2 separate regions of the Anas platyrhynchos genome follow, and region 1 is linked to region 2. Evidence: chromatin contacts called from public Hi-C data. All regions are on one chromosome and are shown on one strand. The core of a region is the stretch at or near the end of the contact, and the rest is flanking DNA. Distances in the headings are between cores, read along the strand shown. Region 1 holds the start of LOC101796809 (probable E3 ubiquitin-protein ligase HERC3). Region 2 overlaps FAM13A (family with sequence similarity 13 member A).

Region 1 (3,733 bases), core at 187-2,686, 190 kb before region 2:
TGGGAAGAGTGCTGGAAAGCTGCCTGTTGGAAAAGGACCTGGGGAGGTTGGTCAGCAGCCAGCTGAATATCAGACAGCAGTGTGCTGGCTACTGGGGGCGGGTGGCCAAGAAGACCAACAGCTTGTTGGCTTGTATCAGAAGTAGCGTGGCCAGCAGGCCCAGGGAAGTGATTGTCCCCCTGTACTTGGCTCTGGCTTTTGGTTGCACCTCACCCTGTGTTCAGCTTTGGGCCCCTCACTGCAAGAAAGACATTGAGGTGCTGGAGCATGTCCAAAGAGGGACTGAGAAGCATGGTTTAGTGGTAGACGTGGCAGTACGAGGTTAATGGTTGGAACTGATGGTCTTAGAGATCTTTTCCAACCTTATGATTCTGCGATTCCTGTGCCTCTGCTTGGAGCACCTTTCTTCCCTTGGGAGGACTCGTTAGCTCATGCTTTGGTGCAGAGGGACCTCTAGTGTCCATTTGCAGCCCATACTTTGGCCTCACAGGCCATAGCTTGCTATTTCATTGTCAAAAGACCTTCCTATGTATCACAGAAAGAGATGAGGTCCCTGTAGTGTTGCAGGCAACAGGCTAGGAAGACAAGTGCTGTTTGCTCCCCTGTGGGCAAAAGGCAAACCCAACTGTGGGACTGCTTCTGCTCAAGGACCCAGGGGTACTTGTACGATGGGGAACTGCGGTGTGTACCCTGAGTGACTTTCACCTTCATGGATGTAGCTCTGAAAGGAAAGAAAGAGCTTTAGTGACTGTTCTGTTCATATCCTCCCCTCAAGTCTCTACATTCCTGTGCCTTTGTCTGGAGCTCCTTTGCTCTCTTTGGAGGACAGATGAGCTCATCTGTTGGTGCACAGGGACTTGACTGTGCTTTTGCGGCTCGTGCTTTGGTGTCCCAAGCCTCACAGCACTGCTCTGGTTAATGCTGAGTGCTGCAGGACCTGGGCTGGGCCCTGCCCTGGACAGCATTGCCCCAGCCCTGTCAAAGGGCTGTGTTCTCCGTCTCCACCCTGTTGTTATTTTTCACCACATTGACTTTCTGTGCCTTTTTGTTCACTCCATTCTGCTTCATTTAAATGTATCACATTAAACACTTCTGTTGTCTCAGTATTTTTTTTTTTCTGCAGCATTTCACTCAACGCCAGTAAGAATCTGTAAAATCACGTCCCTAGTGCTACTTTCACAGCACGCCTTACCCTGCTATCCTCCCAGCTGTGCTCAGCATTCAGCAGCATGATTTTTTTTAAGCATTTAGTTCATCTGTTAAAGGTATTGGGTATAAAGATGCTCTTATGTCTTTCCATGCATCTGATCCCTAACACGGGCGTCATTTATCGCACAAGGCGGTCACGTAGCCCTGCGTGTGCTCTCCTTTAGAGGCAGGGGGGGAGATTTAGCAGACATCAGCAGAGGACATGTGAGAATGGAAAGCCTTTCGAGCGCAGATCCCCGTTTCCCAGCTCAGCACCTCCAGGCGGCAGCATCCTGGCTGCTGGGGCTCCCGGCTTTCGTTTTCGCTTTCGCTTTCGTTTCCCGAAAGCTGAGGCTGGCTGGGGCGGGGAGCAGGGATAAAGGAGCTGCCTGGGGCTCAGCCTAGCGGTAGCGGGCTGCTTGCTGGCACGGTATGGCCGGGAGAAGGACAAAGCAGCGGCAGCGGCGGCGGCAGCTGGCCGGGAAGCAGAAGCGCAGCGCAAAGCAGAAGCCGGCGGCAGCGGGAGGTGCTGGGGGGGGACCCGGCGGCGTACCGGGGGTGGGGGGACAGGGACCCTGCCAGGAGCCAGGGGACAGGGAGGAGACGGGGGTGATGGGGAGAGATGCCCCTGCCTGGCTGCATGCTGTTGGTTGAGCTGGGGAGGTGAGAAGGGTGGGCGGTGGGATGGCCGAGGTGTGAATTTTGCTGCTTGCAAAACATCTGGCTTCGAGGCAACCTGTGCCTAAGCGTGTGATGGATCTAGGGCAGTCAGATAACTCAGCAAGTGCCTTTTTTTTTTTCCCTTGGATACTCTCCACGGCTGTGCAAAAGTATCCGTGTGCTTCTGCTGGCGTGTCAGGGATTGTATTCAGAGCCTGTATCTGAGAGATGGAGAGGTGTCTTCCAGTGACAGCCAGGGGAGTGGCTGGAGGACAACAAAGTAGTGCATAGGACACTGAAGCCCCAAGTGACATGAGAAATTATTGCCTATGCTTGTTGCTCTTCTTCCCAAGGAGCAGAAACTCTCAGTGAAAGCAGTAGCACACGGAGATACTGGGGGAGGAGCAGAGATGGTTGAGGTGCCTGCTTCCTTGGTGTGACTGCCATGCCTGTCTTTATCTGTGCTGTAGAACAAGTGCAGCTGCAGAGAAAGGAGAAGGCGACATGTCCAAACTGCGATGAAACACATACACCCCTTTTCTCCTGTGATGGGAAGCTTTCCAAAAACTGGGCTGCATCTTCAGATGACTGCTTTAAGCCAAGGTAAGAAGCTTCCTCAGGGTGAAAGTATGCATTGCAATGGTTATAGAACATGGCCTCCTTTTCCTAAAGGTAACAGTCAAGAAACTTAGGCATGCTCTTACTGCAAAAATGAAACAAGAATACTTGCATTTCTAAAACTCAGAACTTTCTCTCTTTTTTTTTTTTTTTTTTTTTTTTTTTTTTTTTTTTTTTAACCAGCAAGAAATGCTCTGATCTCGAGGGTAACACTAAGATCTGAGCTGTTTGAGATACTGACAGTACAGGTTCCTCTCAGAACTCAGTAAGGATAAATAGATACACCAGTTTGCAAATGACAGGTGAACTACACGTGGTTTAGGAAAGCTGTGTGTGAAAGACCCAGGCCCACCTAAACCTCACCACCTTCTGGTTAATCTGTGAGGGTGACCAGCATCTACAAATGAAATAGCAGGATATCATTTATGGAATTTGCTCTTAACTTGCCCAGGGATGAGACTGATTCTCTTTCAGCTTCCTCTGTCACGAACCACAATCAAATCAGTTAGTGCAGCTGAAGGAGGCTTGTATAAGAGCAGGGTGAATCAACTGAGAGACGACCGATATTTTTCTATATAAGTACTGCTAAACATCCTAGGTCGTGGTGAGCAGAGGATCCTCCTCCTTTTACTTAGTCTCATGGCACAGCATCTGTTCTGATTTGGTATTTTTTCCTTATCTTCGTAGGCTGGTGAAAGAACTGGGAAACCAAGAAGTTGTTCAAATAACCTGCGGGGACCATCACGCCATGGCACTGTGCAGAGGTAGTCTCTTTTATGCACACCTCTTCTCCAAATGGGAGTCCCATTTGACAGGCTCGCTCAGAAGGGAGACCTTGAACCGTGTGCAGTAGTTAGTGACACCACCAGCGAGTAATGAGCAGTGGATAGGGGACACAAACTGCTCTCTGTCAGCACTGCCCTTCCTCCCCAGCTCTCGGGGACCTGCAGATCTGTCCTTCCCCAATTCCTCAGCACTGCCCCTCCTCAAAGGTGCGTTGTGGAGAGCAGACGTGGCTGCCCCGCCCTATGCTCACCAGACCTGCACATTTTTACGTTTGAGCTCTTTGGTTCATAAAAGTATGGCAATAGAGGCAACACCCTGCTTTTGCTCTTGCTGCATTGAGTCACACAGGCACTGCCCTGAAGGGGGCAGAAGCAGACAGGGAGATTTGGCTGCTGCTGCTGCTGCTGTACTCCTAGCGCTTAGGAGCCAGATCTCTGAAACCAGCACTGATTCTCACTCCCATTCCCAGAGTACAAAGACT
Region 2 (4,294 bases), core at 676-3,175:
TAGATCAACAAATCATTTAGGCAAACAGTCGTGCAAGTTTCAACTTTCTAAGGCTGAAATGATGTTCTTCCTTACAGATTATCTACTACTTAAAGGTTAAAAAATAAATAAATCTTCCAGGTTCTGTGCTATGATTGGTAAAGTTAAAGTCTGTTGTTACTTGCTTGTTTGTAAATAAGTAACTGTCTTGTTTCTGGTGGTCAATCACATCACTTAGTGAGAAGTGGAAATTTAGACAATATATGATTTGGGTCTCAATGGATAATAAATGTGATTGCAGATGAGGTTGTTATAAAATTTCAGAGTCCATTAGAATGAAATTCCAAGTAATCACTCTAGCAAAACGGAAGCAAACCTGTGTCCTAGAGAGACTGCAGTTATTGTCTTCAAGCTTGCTCTAACAAACCAATTGATAATTTCACTTTATATTTTGCAGATATAACAGGACTGGAAAAGCACAAATAGTCCAGATTTTACCAAATATGCAATAAACAGTTTTCTCTCTCTTCTAACGCCATTGTGATTTCTGCCAAGACTCAGAATTGCACATCTGGGAGATGCCTGGGAGCAGATGATTAAAGCTAAAGTCAAAGGAAATACAGAACAAAGTATGTAAGCTAAGAAACAGAGAATATTGCTTATGTTGTCTGCACAAAATTCTCCCGAAAGAAAGCACACTGAAGGATGGAAATTTTTACCTCTCACTTACCCTGGTAAAGCTGAATGAACTTGGGCTGTAAGGCAGAGCTGATAATCCCATCTGGCAACTCTCTCAAAAATAATTTCAGAAGACTGGCTGCCGAGTACACATCGCCATCTTTAACTAGCTCCACCTCTTCTCCACGCTCGTATTGCAGACGCAACTGTTCCACCATTTTCATGCTGCCGTTTACCCTGAAGAGACCTTCTTGAGCCATACCTATAATTATGTATTACACGTGAGGATGGTCTGAACTAAGATACTACTGACATAATAAAACAGATATTCCATTGTGAATGATACACTACCATCAATACAAAGGAGGACAATTAGTACTATGCAGTTTAAAAAGATCTTATTTTTCCCCTGGAAACTCCAATGGTCAAGTATTGGGTTATGATAACTTAATAAATACTGCTGACTAGATCTTGAGGCCTGGGATACTCTATGAAAACCCACAACACCCTTTGGCATTGCTGTAACATGCAAATATCTCACACCATGCAGAAATCAATTGAGATGGCTGCATTTTGCATCAGTACACTTCAACTGAGAAGAATCCAGGTTCTACAAACCTTTCAAAATTGTTTCACAGCAGCAGTAACTCTATAATAAGCACCACAGCTTCACAATAGCAGAAAATCTTCGAGACCAAATGCATATTTTGGACAGCACGAGGCCCAAAGTATTTCGCTATGAAAATAAAAATTATCAATCATTTCAGGCCAGACAACCCACACCCAGTGAAGGTTTCCATGGAGGAAGTGAGATGAATCATATTGTATCAAGCATCACTTTTTAGGCATATGCTGAGATTCAAAAACTTTAGGAAAACATGTGCCTAAAGCTCAACTTGGTAGATTAATTTTTCACTAAAACATTTTCACAAGAACTCTGCTTTTTCTGATACTGTGGCTTATTCTTCTTTAGAAGCATAACACTAAGATGATTGAAATATAAGATATATGGTTTTCATTAGTTCAGAGTGGTCATTCCTAAGCAGGAGCCTGACAGAACGCTGCCAGTCCAAGAAGTCAATACTGATGCAGCAGACCTTGTAAGGAAAAGCAATCTCTTTTATTGGATCAGCAAACAAACTGATCTAGTAAGAAAAATATGGACAGACACTTAAGCTTTTTACTTGACTAATGTAAGATACGGTTTACAGATCTTGTATTCCTGTATTCGCAACAAAACACTCCAATGTGACATGCTGTACTGCCATCTGGGGGACAACAGGAAACACCACATCTCAGTAATTCTGCAGCACAAATTGAACAGAGCCCCCACCCAGATAAAATGTCCTTTGCTCTTTCCCAAACAGTCATTTATAGAAATAAATACAGGCTAGAACCCACTTGGATCAGTAATCAAATATTTCTAAATTCAGTATACGAAAACTTGGTTTCACCTATAAATTTGAAAATAAGCAGTTTAATACAAACTTTGTTCAAGAATGTAGCTACCCAAAAGTTGGCTCAGCTTTTTCAAATGGGTAGTCAATTCCCTGTTAACTGGAAGAGAGTCTTTGAAAAGGCTTGACTTAAAAAGGCCTACGGTGCCTATTACTGCATCTTTGCAAAATAGGAGACATACCGAACAAACAGTAAACATGCTTGGCAGAACACGATGCCTCCTAAGAGTTTGTGTTCATACCTGGGGCTCTGTTTAAAATGTTTTCATGGTTAACATCACCATTATTTCACAAAACAAACTGTGGGTGAGAACAGAACAACCATTTCAAAAATTTCCCATGTAAGAGGGCATATTTGAGATCTTCCTTGCAGTCTTGAGAAAGAGAATGGATTATATGCTTATCAAGACTGGATAATCACCTTGGCATTTAGAAGACCAACTAATCTTGCTGCAGAGTAGAGGACTTGGCTTGTTCAGTTCATATTTGGGAAACACTTGTGTGGGATGCAGACCTTTTTATGGAAGGCAGAGTATAGCCCACAACTTGCAATCAAGAGGGTTTGTCAACTTTGGTTTTGATTAAACCTGAATGATGCAAGATCTCTTTCCATCCTTGATTTTTTACTGTTCTAGCAGACTATTTTAAAGCAAGGTGAAGTAGATCAAGCAAAACACTACTGTGGAATATAGGTAGGATTATGTTTTAAATTTCCACTGTACCTTAATCTAAGCTAACTTTCATGCTGTGTTTGCATCTACCAGCTTCTAAGGGTCTATCAAGACAGACATGGAATCTTAAGACTCTGTAATGGGATTATCATTACTGAGCAGCTAAAAGAAAGACCTTAGGGTAAAAACAGATGCAGCTTCTTACAAGATGAAATTGCAGCCATGAAATCTTTTCCAGGGCAGAACAACTGCTACAGGATACATCTGTGCACCAACAGTGCTCTAGATTTCTAGATGTATTTCATCAACAGGGAATGAAGTCCCATGAAATGAATGCAAACAAAGGCTAAGAATTTGACACCTACCTCCCCGAGGGGGTTCAAAATGACTGAAATCTAACTGAAAACCTGCAAGAACATGTATTCCCATTCAGTAACGTATTCTCATGGGATTTGTATGTGCACATGAATATCTCTGTATAGATATTTATGTCTTCTCACTGTCAGAAACTGTGAAATAGTCGAATGTTTTGCAACTAGAAAATGACACAAAGCTTCAAAATGAAATACGCTTTGTTTATAAAACTGAACAGCTTACTAATGAGCATGTGGTGTTTCATAACACTGTAGTTTATAAACATCCCATTAAATAGTAAATTCAGTACCAGAGATGGAAAAAAAGAAACAAATCACACAGTAATATTCGCTGCATGTGGTTAGCACCACAGTCCTATTCAGGACAAAAAAAAAAAAAAAAAAAAAAAATCTTTTCCCTTTGAAGGACCTTACATATAGAGGTAAAAGTAATTTCATTAAGCTTACCATGCTGGGTCAGGTACTCAACTATATTCCGCACAACTATTGGGATGCCGTTCTTGCTTAGTCCCTGCTGCTGGAGCTCCAGAAGACTCACACCAAACACCTTTGGACGGGTTGTGTCCTTCTGCTTGTTCAGTGGAAGTGAGGCTATCTTCTTCATGTCCTCCTTCAATCTCACGGCCGATTTACTTTGCTTAAAGAAACACAGGAAAAACGTGCATTAATCTTGTTTGTTGCAGAAGGTTGCATGGTTACAACATGAGCATATCCATCAAAATTGGCTTTTATGTTCCAGAATAAGATTTTGGTCTTACTTCCTTTTAATTCATAGGAAAGTCACTGTGAAGTAGAAAAATGTAACTGAGAGAAAAAAAAAAAAAGAAAAAGAAGAGTGTATATCTGGAAAAGAGTGTAAGTAGCATATAATTAGGATAAAGAAGAAAGATACTTTTGTATGCAAGCTTGTTACTAGAGTAAGAAGTAACTTTGACTCTCAGGAGGGTGCTTTTGTAACTCATGCAGTTCAGTTTCAACAAAAATCAACCAGACAAACACATGAAAAATCCCAATACAACATAATCAGTTCAGGGTGTATCCAGAATGCCTGTCAGTCTCTGAGGGTTCTCTAGGGAAGGTTCACTGCATCTTTCTTCTAAATGCTACTCCCTGAGGATTCGTTTTGGCCACTGCC

What was found. Hi-C and Micro-C count contacts between places; a contact is called where the count stands out from the background.
Region 1: a contact with region 2 is called in a Hi-C map of subcutaneous adipose tissue, with 4 times the contacts expected there. The contact joins the promoter of LOC101796809 here to the enhancer-like site in region 2. A contact is called at or near these places in 3 of 8 Hi-C or Micro-C datasets (liver, skeletal muscle and subcutaneous adipose tissue).

Annotation. Positions count from the first base shown.
Region 1 is chr4:14,971,417-14,975,149 of IASCAAS_PekinDuck_T2T, reverse strand. LOC101796809 (probable E3 ubiquitin-protein ligase HERC3) reads left to right here and starts at 1,436. Exons shown (of 23, transcript XM_038178627.2): 1 at 1,436-1,714; 2 at 2,319-2,451; 3 at 3,154-3,230. The coding sequence starts at 1,621.
Region 2 is chr4:14,784,657-14,788,950 of IASCAAS_PekinDuck_T2T, reverse strand. FAM13A (family with sequence similarity 13 member A) reads right to left here. Exons shown (of 22, transcript XM_072037046.1): 2 at 3,607-3,796; 3 at 710-919. Among named protein-coding and RNA genes, the nearest start is that of FAM13A, 4.2 kb to the right of the region's middle. Within about 2 kb of position 1,925, at least 1 of the 8 cell types and tissues checked has an H3K27ac peak or open chromatin away from gene starts, as enhancers often do. A contact at or near this core is called in subcutaneous adipose tissue, where this site is marked.